2 separate regions of the Oryza sativa genome follow, and region 2 is linked to region 1. The links are chromatin contacts, called in public HiCAR-type maps. All regions are on one chromosome and are shown on one strand. The core of a region is the stretch at or near the end of the contact, and the rest is flanking DNA. Distances in the headings are between cores, read along the strand shown.

Region 1 (3,717 bases), core at 753-3,252:
AATATAATTGGTAAATATAGTAGGCAATGTGAAACTCATCTTATCTTGACCCATAGCTGACAGTTCAGTAATGTCGTCTTGTAATTTGTGGACAAAGGTATTAACATCGTAAGTTGGTAAGCTGTCCAGAGCTTACACTGCAAGTCTACATCTGATGTCCCATGATGCTGAAAATGATTGGATGTTATGTGTGCCATGTCTTTGTTCAGATTCGAGATACCTATACCTTCTTTTTTTTTCCTTCATCTGAATGTGTCCTTTTGTTTAACTTTCGTGTGTCAATCTAACTGTATGCTGTCCTTCCTTGAGCAAGACAGCTCTAACCTATGCTGATTGCCGCTATATACTTGCAGTATTGCTTTATGAATTAACTGTGCAAGTGGGTCGACCTGTCAACCTACTTATCTCTACTATAAAAACGAAGTCATCCTCTTTGCACCCTCCCCCACTGTGTCACTCCGCTTACGTAATCACCGGGTCCAATGTTCCTCAACCACCATCCTAGTCTAACCCTGATGATACGGTCCAGTTATAATGTACGAGTATGTTACCAGTAGACCAAATAAATGGGTAACTTAAGGATAAACCAATTTAATTAGCTTATAAGTAGATTCACGTGCCGATCCACTTATATCCTCTTAAATATAAAATAGTGCACCGAAAACCTTTTGCCGACAAATATCTTGTCAAAAGATTCCTCGCTTTTGTTGATAGATTTGTCGGCAATCTAGCGTCGCAGTGCAGTGACCATCCCTTTCTATGCATAGTCAAATGATGTTTTATACAGTACTCCCTTCGTTCCAAAATATGCGCATTTTAGAATAGTACCAAGTCAAATATCTTTTAATTTTGAACATTAGTAACAAAAAAAAATTTAAAACATCAATCATGTAAAATTTATGTTAATAGATTTATCATTCAACAAACTATCATAATATGCAACTCCTTTTTATTTAAAATGTTTTACTATTTTAGATACTGTTGGTCAAATTAGCATCTCGGAAACTGTGTCGAAGTCTATAAATGTTTATAGTTTGAGACGGAGGGAATATTTAGGTACCTTTCTTTATACATGTACGAAACATACATATACCATAAGATAATAAATTAGATAAACGGAACATAAATAAGGCTGCATTCGTTTCAGGCTGTTCCCAACCTCTCTCCCTTGTTTTCCGTGCGCACGCTTTTCAAACTCATAAACGGTAAGTTTTTTGCAAAAACTTCCTATACAAAAGTTGCTTTAAAAAATAAAAATCCATTTTTGAAAAAAATTAGCTAATACTCCCTCCGTATTTTAATGTATGACGTCGTTGAATTTTTTTACTAACATTTGACCATTTGTTTTATTCAAAGTTTTTGTATAAATACGAAAATATTATTTCATGCTTAAATAACATTTGATGATGAATTAAGTCACAATAAAATAAATGATAGTTATATAAATTTTTTGAATAAGATGAATGGTCAAATGTTAGACAAAAAGTCAACGGCATCATACATTAAAATATGGAGGTAGTACTTAATTAATCACGCGCTAATAGACCGCTCTGTTTTCCGTGCAGAGGAGATGGTTCCCAACCCTAGCTAACGAACACAGCTAAGTTGAGAACAAAACGAACACCAGTCATTATCGTAGCGGGCGCGGGATTACCCTGATGGGCCTAAACTCGAAAATTAATGGGCCTAACTTGCTTCTCCTAATGGGCCAAGTGGCCCAATCTCCCCACGATACATGGAAAGGTAGTACTAGCGACCAATGTGCGCCCAAGATTGATCTGCCACCGTCCGTGAACCAATCTGACGGCCAAAACTGCGAACCGGATTATATCCAGTTCTTTTTCCACTGGACGGAGTGCGTTTCGTATCCCCTTTTCTCCAGTGACCTGCGGTAGTAGTACTCACTACTACACACGGCTAGGGTTTGAGCGCTCTGTGACACTGACAGTGGGCCCCACCCCCGCCTCCTCTTCTCTCACGCCGCCTCCGCTTCGTCTCCTCGCCGGAGTTGAGCCGCGGGATCCGTCGGAGATGGCGACCGGAGAAGCGGCGGCGGCGGCGGCGTCGCCGCCGGAGCTGGCGTCGTTCCTGGCGATCGGGCTTGACCAGCGCACGGCGGAGAACGCCCTCGCCAACCGCAAGGTCACCGCCAACCTCACCGCCGTCATCGCCGAGGTAACCGCGCCGCCCTCCCGCTTCGGTCTCGCCGCCTTGCGTTTGGGGGACTAGCTAACCCATGCTTATGCCTGCAGGCTGGTGTTAGTGGGTGTGACAAATCTGTGGGGAATCTTCTCTACACTGTGAGCATCCGTCGCTGCTGAGTTATTATATGATAGTAGTATTGATCTAATTAAAATCTGTGAATTGGTGATAGTTAGTTTGTGTGTTAATTGGTTGCGCATTGGAGTAGGTCGCGACGAAGTATCCGGCGAATGCCCTGGTGCATCGTCCCGTTGTCATCCAATACATTGTGTCGTCAAAGGTGAGTTCTGTTGTGTGTGATTGTGTTGTAAACACTGCTGCTGTGTGGCTGAGTTCGTAAGTGTTGTGAACTTGACAAATTGTGGTTTCCAGATCAAGACCCCCGCGCAATTAGATGCTGCTCTGTCGTTTCTTTCTACTTTGGGTCCTGATCCATTGGACACAGCAAAGTTTGAAGAGACATGTGGAGTGGGTACGTTCTGTCTGGTTGAAATTACATTTATATTTATATGATTTCTCATCTTCTACAGTACTAAAGCTTGAAAGCTGTAGTGCCACAAGCTTTTGAAAAGTTGATGAATTCATACCTTGCAGGGCTAAAACAACTCTTATGTTGATAAGAGTCAACCACAATTTATTTTGCACATACTATAGTTGGCTGATAAATCAATAGTCCTTCAAATGCCCATTTTCAGCTCACTGTTGTTTAAGGGCCTGCGTTTTTTTCCCCTGCAGGGGTGGTTGTTTCAACTGAAGAGATTCAGTCAATGGTCACTGATATCCTGAAGGAAAACATGGAAGCCATAGTTGAACAGCGATATCATATAAATGGTTTGTTTTCTGCTTCATTTTCATTTTACTTTGTTATTGATGGTTTTGTTTTATCTTTCGATTTGTGATGTCGGGAAAGCTGGGCATCATTTGCTCCTGACTTTCTTGTTTTCCAGTTGGCAGCTTGTGCGGACAGGTTAGGAAGTGGCACCCCTGGGGCGATGCTAAGTTCATAAAGGTTTAATACATTTCATGGCTGAAATTATGGAGTTTTTTGTTTAATTGCTACTATTTATTACTAGTAACTTTGTGATATGGCTTGTACTAATTACTTCTGTTAATCTACAGGAGGAAATTGATAAAAGGCTTACAGAGATTCTTGGTCCAAAGACAGAAGCTGACAATGTAAAGCCTGTGAAAAAGAAGAAGGAGAAGCCCGCAAAAGTTGAGGTTTGTTACCTGAAATTCAATCAAGTTTTATGGCAGGACTGTTTAGTTATTAGCTCTGCCTCATCCAGTTTTGTTTCTGACAAAATATAGGAGAAAAAAACTGCGGTAGCTGCTCCTGCTCCACCATCTGAGGAAGAACTTAATCCCTACTCCATATTTCCTCAACCGGAGGAAAACTTAAAGGTAAGATGATTGTTATATAGGATATGCAATGATACTCCATATTCCTCAAAATAAAGAATTCTCTAATGGCCTTGAAGCTGAAAATTGTTCTTTACGAGTAGGTCCATACAG
Region 2 (3,717 bases), core at 813-3,312, 260 kb before region 1:
AATATTTTAAAATATCAATGAGTATGGTTTTCATAGACCAGCTCACTTAAAAGTCCAAAACTCCAAATATGGCTGGTCAGGCCAACCTGCATTATAATCTAACATGTACATAACTGATGCTTCTTGGTAATTCTTTGCTTCCATGGTTCCTTCTACGTTGGAGACTTGGAATGTATTGTTTGATCTTCGCTAGTCATGCTCATACTAGTCACTATGACATAATTGTGGAATTTTAGACTAGAGCAACTGATCTGGAGTAAGTTTAAGTAGCATTTAGTCCAAAATCCTTTGTTTATTAGTTGCCTGGCAATATGTCTTTCTGAAGAATGTGTTTGTAACCCAAATACGTAGATATCAACATACAATCTTCGAGGGCTACAAATCCTATCATATGATTTAGCACTTAACATAATTGTAAATTAAAACTTATCTGGTCCCCATCACTGCAACTGTCAGTTTTAGGCATATATAAATAAAAAAAGGATACACAATCTCTCTCAAATCCTTATTAGGTCCTAAAATACCAGTACCAGATATAGTTCCTCCTGATTTATTTCAATTGGGAAGTACTGTTTCAATCCAATGCACTGGAATGTGAAATTTGTACCATTCTCAACACAGAAGAAATTTTATTGGCTTTACATCCATTCCAGTGTAAAATTTCTAATACATCTATTGGACAAGCTAGTGCATGTTGAGTGCATCCTATACAGGAATCATGATCTATTACAGAATATGATATTGGATATATAACTTTTTAAATATGGTAAAATTAAAAATAACAAAAATATAAGTATATATGAATTGTGGGCAACAGGCAGAGCAATGATTTATCCAAACTTCAAAAAATAAATTCGTGTTGCCTTTGTGTGAAAGTGTGAAAAAGAGCCAAGAGGCCTGAATTTTGAACTTTAACAGTCATAACCATATGAATTGCTTATACGATTTCGAATTAGCCAACAAAGTTAATATCATATTTTCAATATAAATTACAAATACTCACATGGTTTTAGCCTTGAGATAGATGCTTCCCCCAGAGCCACCCCCACCTTTGGTGCCACCATCTCCTCCATTAGCAAGAATTGTTCCATTCATCATAATATCCTTGGCGAACAACCACACTACACCCCCACCACCACCACCATAGTCCTTCTCGACGCTGGTAGAACCGCCTTTGCTCCCGTAGCTATTGGGGGTCTTGAGTTCAGCCCAAGCGTACATATCGCCGCCCCACGAATCCTCCTGCGCCTGCCCCTCCTTGACGTAGCAGCTAGCACCACGGCCGCCATGGCCACCGCCATCACCATACGACCCAGTAGGCACGCCGCTGGTCTTATCAGGCGGGTCGCCAGCGAGCGCGGTGGTGTCGATTACAGCATCACTGGAGAGCGTGATGTTGGTAGCTGAAAGAGAAACCCACCCGGCCACGACACGGGCCTCACGGCCGAAGAAGATGCCGCCGGACAAATTGGCGGAGACGACGCACCCAGGCCTCTCGCAGGTGAGGGCGACGCCGTCGACGAGCACCAGCGTCCCATTCCCGCTGATGTAGACGCCGGGGCCACGGAGCCTCACGGAGGCAGGGACCACGCAGCGGGTGTCGAGGTCGCCCACGCCGCGGAGGTCCCCGGCGCAGGTCGCCGACGGGGCGGGCGGCGGCGGCGGCAGCGAGGGGGGCGGCGGCGGGGTGTAGTCGTGGAAGGTCAGGATCGAGTACGCCTCCGCCTCCGCGTCCCCCCGATCGAAACCCCCGAGGCTAGGGTTCCCCGATGCGACGGCGAGGAGGGCGAGGGCGAGGTGGGGGAGGCGGAGGCGGAGGCGGAGGCGGGCGAGGGGAATGTGGGTGGCCATGGGGTGGGAAGCATCAGAGGACCCAGCGCCCGGAGGGTAGGTGGGGGGTACTCGACGAGGTTTCGGATTGGCGGCGGCGGCGGCGGAGATCGCCGGAGACGGCGAGGGGGGGTTGGGGTTTGGTGGTGGTTGCTCGGTTTCCGCTTCCGTCGCTAATGGGAATCGAAGCGGGGCGGTGGTGCGGTGGGAGATAGGCCGTCCGATTTGCCTTGAGATTCGGGGAGGGGTTGGTGGGGACTGACTACTATGCTGGGGTTTGGTGGGGCCGGATGGGCAGTGGCGCTTTTGGTTGATTCATAGAGGAGGGTATACCATCCATCTCTCTCTATCACTTGATTGCAGCTAATAGTGAATAGCTTTGTATGATCTTTTAAAGTGCAATGTGCCAAGTGACGACAGCTTATAGTAGCAGATTAGCAAGAGGTCAGTTTGCTGGTACTTTTGGAAAGATCTTACAGTTATTTGAAATGTTTGTTTCTCTTTCACTAAAGTATCAAAGTACTCCCTCCGTTTCATAATGTAAGTCATTCTAGCATTTCTCACATTTATATTAGATTCATTAACATCAATATAAATGTAGGAAATACATTTAGATTCATTAATATCAATATGAATATGAGAAATGCTAGAATGACTTATATTATGAAATGGAGGAAGTATCTATTTGTCTATTTCTCGTTTTCACATATCACTAAGTTACTTGTAAGTTGAATCGTTTGTAGGTATCATCCTTTTTTAAAAAACCCGGGCACCTCTTTGCTTCCACAAATTATTCTAATCTTTGAAAAAAAAGTTAATTTGATCTTTGCCATTGCAAATATGCCTATTCAGATAAATATCATCACTATTTATCTATTCGTAGTCTCAAGGCGAAGAAAGATAAGGTTGTGTTACTTGGTAATGGCTCAAACTCACTCATTATCTGTGCTGGTCCTTACCAATCTCTTCTTCCTTCACTGCCATCGTGCAGCGACGGGAGTTTGACGCTCAACGGACGCTTTGTGCTCCATGGCAGCCCCACAAAGAGCATGAATGTCTCTTACCAGTGGGGCCCAATGCATATTTTATTTGATTTTCACTGGTTGTAATATCAAGGTGCCAATAAGAGTCACATTAGTCAAAATCGTCTTACAAACCATTGAAGAGTCATTTTGCATCGGTCCGAACGGTAGGAGAACTCGTTATAGCTAGTTTTCTGTCGAGGAACGCGAAGCAGATCCAACATAAATTTGAGGAACTCGAATTAGACTTTATCTGATGAGTAACAGATCGATGCTCTCTTTTTGGGCTGGTTTAGTGGTCACATTTTGAACTTTGAGCCCATTAAACTCCCATGGACAATCATTATTTTTCGGATTACATTTCATACCCCAGCGTGGTCTTGTAGTGCATAAGCTTACTTTTTACTTACTAGTACAGTGTAACAATCTTCTATTGCTTACATCCCTTGGGTCAAATACAGCTGACAACCACTCTTGTGCAGAAATTGTTTGGAGTAGATTAAAAAGAGAGAGTAACATCAATGGTGGAATGAACGGGGTATAAGCACGATGCTTATTGATTCATTACCAAAATATTCCTGAAAATTTATAAGTAGTGAAAAGTACGAATATCTGTACAAGCCACTAAACACCTACCCCTCCGTCTAAAAAAACCCAATCCTAACAACGAATCTGGACACAGATTGATCTTTTTTTAGACGGAGTAGTAAAACTTAACCATTCAAATATAGAAATTATTAATACTTCCAAAACTTAATATGCAAATACGACACATCAACGCACTAAGCATTTAAAACTCAACAACAAAAGCATAGTAAGTACATCTATAATTTATTACATGCTAAAACTCAACAAACGAGCACGG

What was found. HiCAR-type assays count read pairs that join an accessible place to other places.
Region 2: a HiCAR-type map of leaf shows a contact between it and region 1, with 3 times the contacts expected there. The contact joins the promoter of LOC4338002 here to the promoter of LOC4337996 in region 1. A contact is called at or near these places in 8 of 15 Hi-C or Micro-C datasets (leaf, panicle, seedling and 1 more) and 1 of 4 datasets of contacts at active chromatin or transcription factors (leaf).

The regions. Positions count from the first base shown.
Region 1 is chr5:4,999,064-5,002,780 of ASM3414082v1, reverse strand. LOC4337996 (glutamine--tRNA ligase) reads left to right here and starts at 2,002. Exons shown (of 22, transcript XM_015784471.3): 1 at 2,002-2,175; 2 at 2,253-2,300; 3 at 2,411-2,482; 4 at 2,575-2,674; 5 at 2,938-3,033; 6 at 3,150-3,211; 7 at 3,322-3,423; 8 at 3,514-3,606; 9 at 3,708-3,717. The coding sequence starts at 2,032. LOC4337997 reads left to right here. Exons shown (of 3, transcript XM_015782159.3): 3 at 1-245.
Region 2 is chr5:5,256,159-5,259,875 of ASM3414082v1, reverse strand. It overlaps LOC4338002, which reads right to left and starts at 2,062. Exons shown (of 22, transcript XM_015784924.3): 1 at 1,004-2,062. The coding sequence starts at 1,851.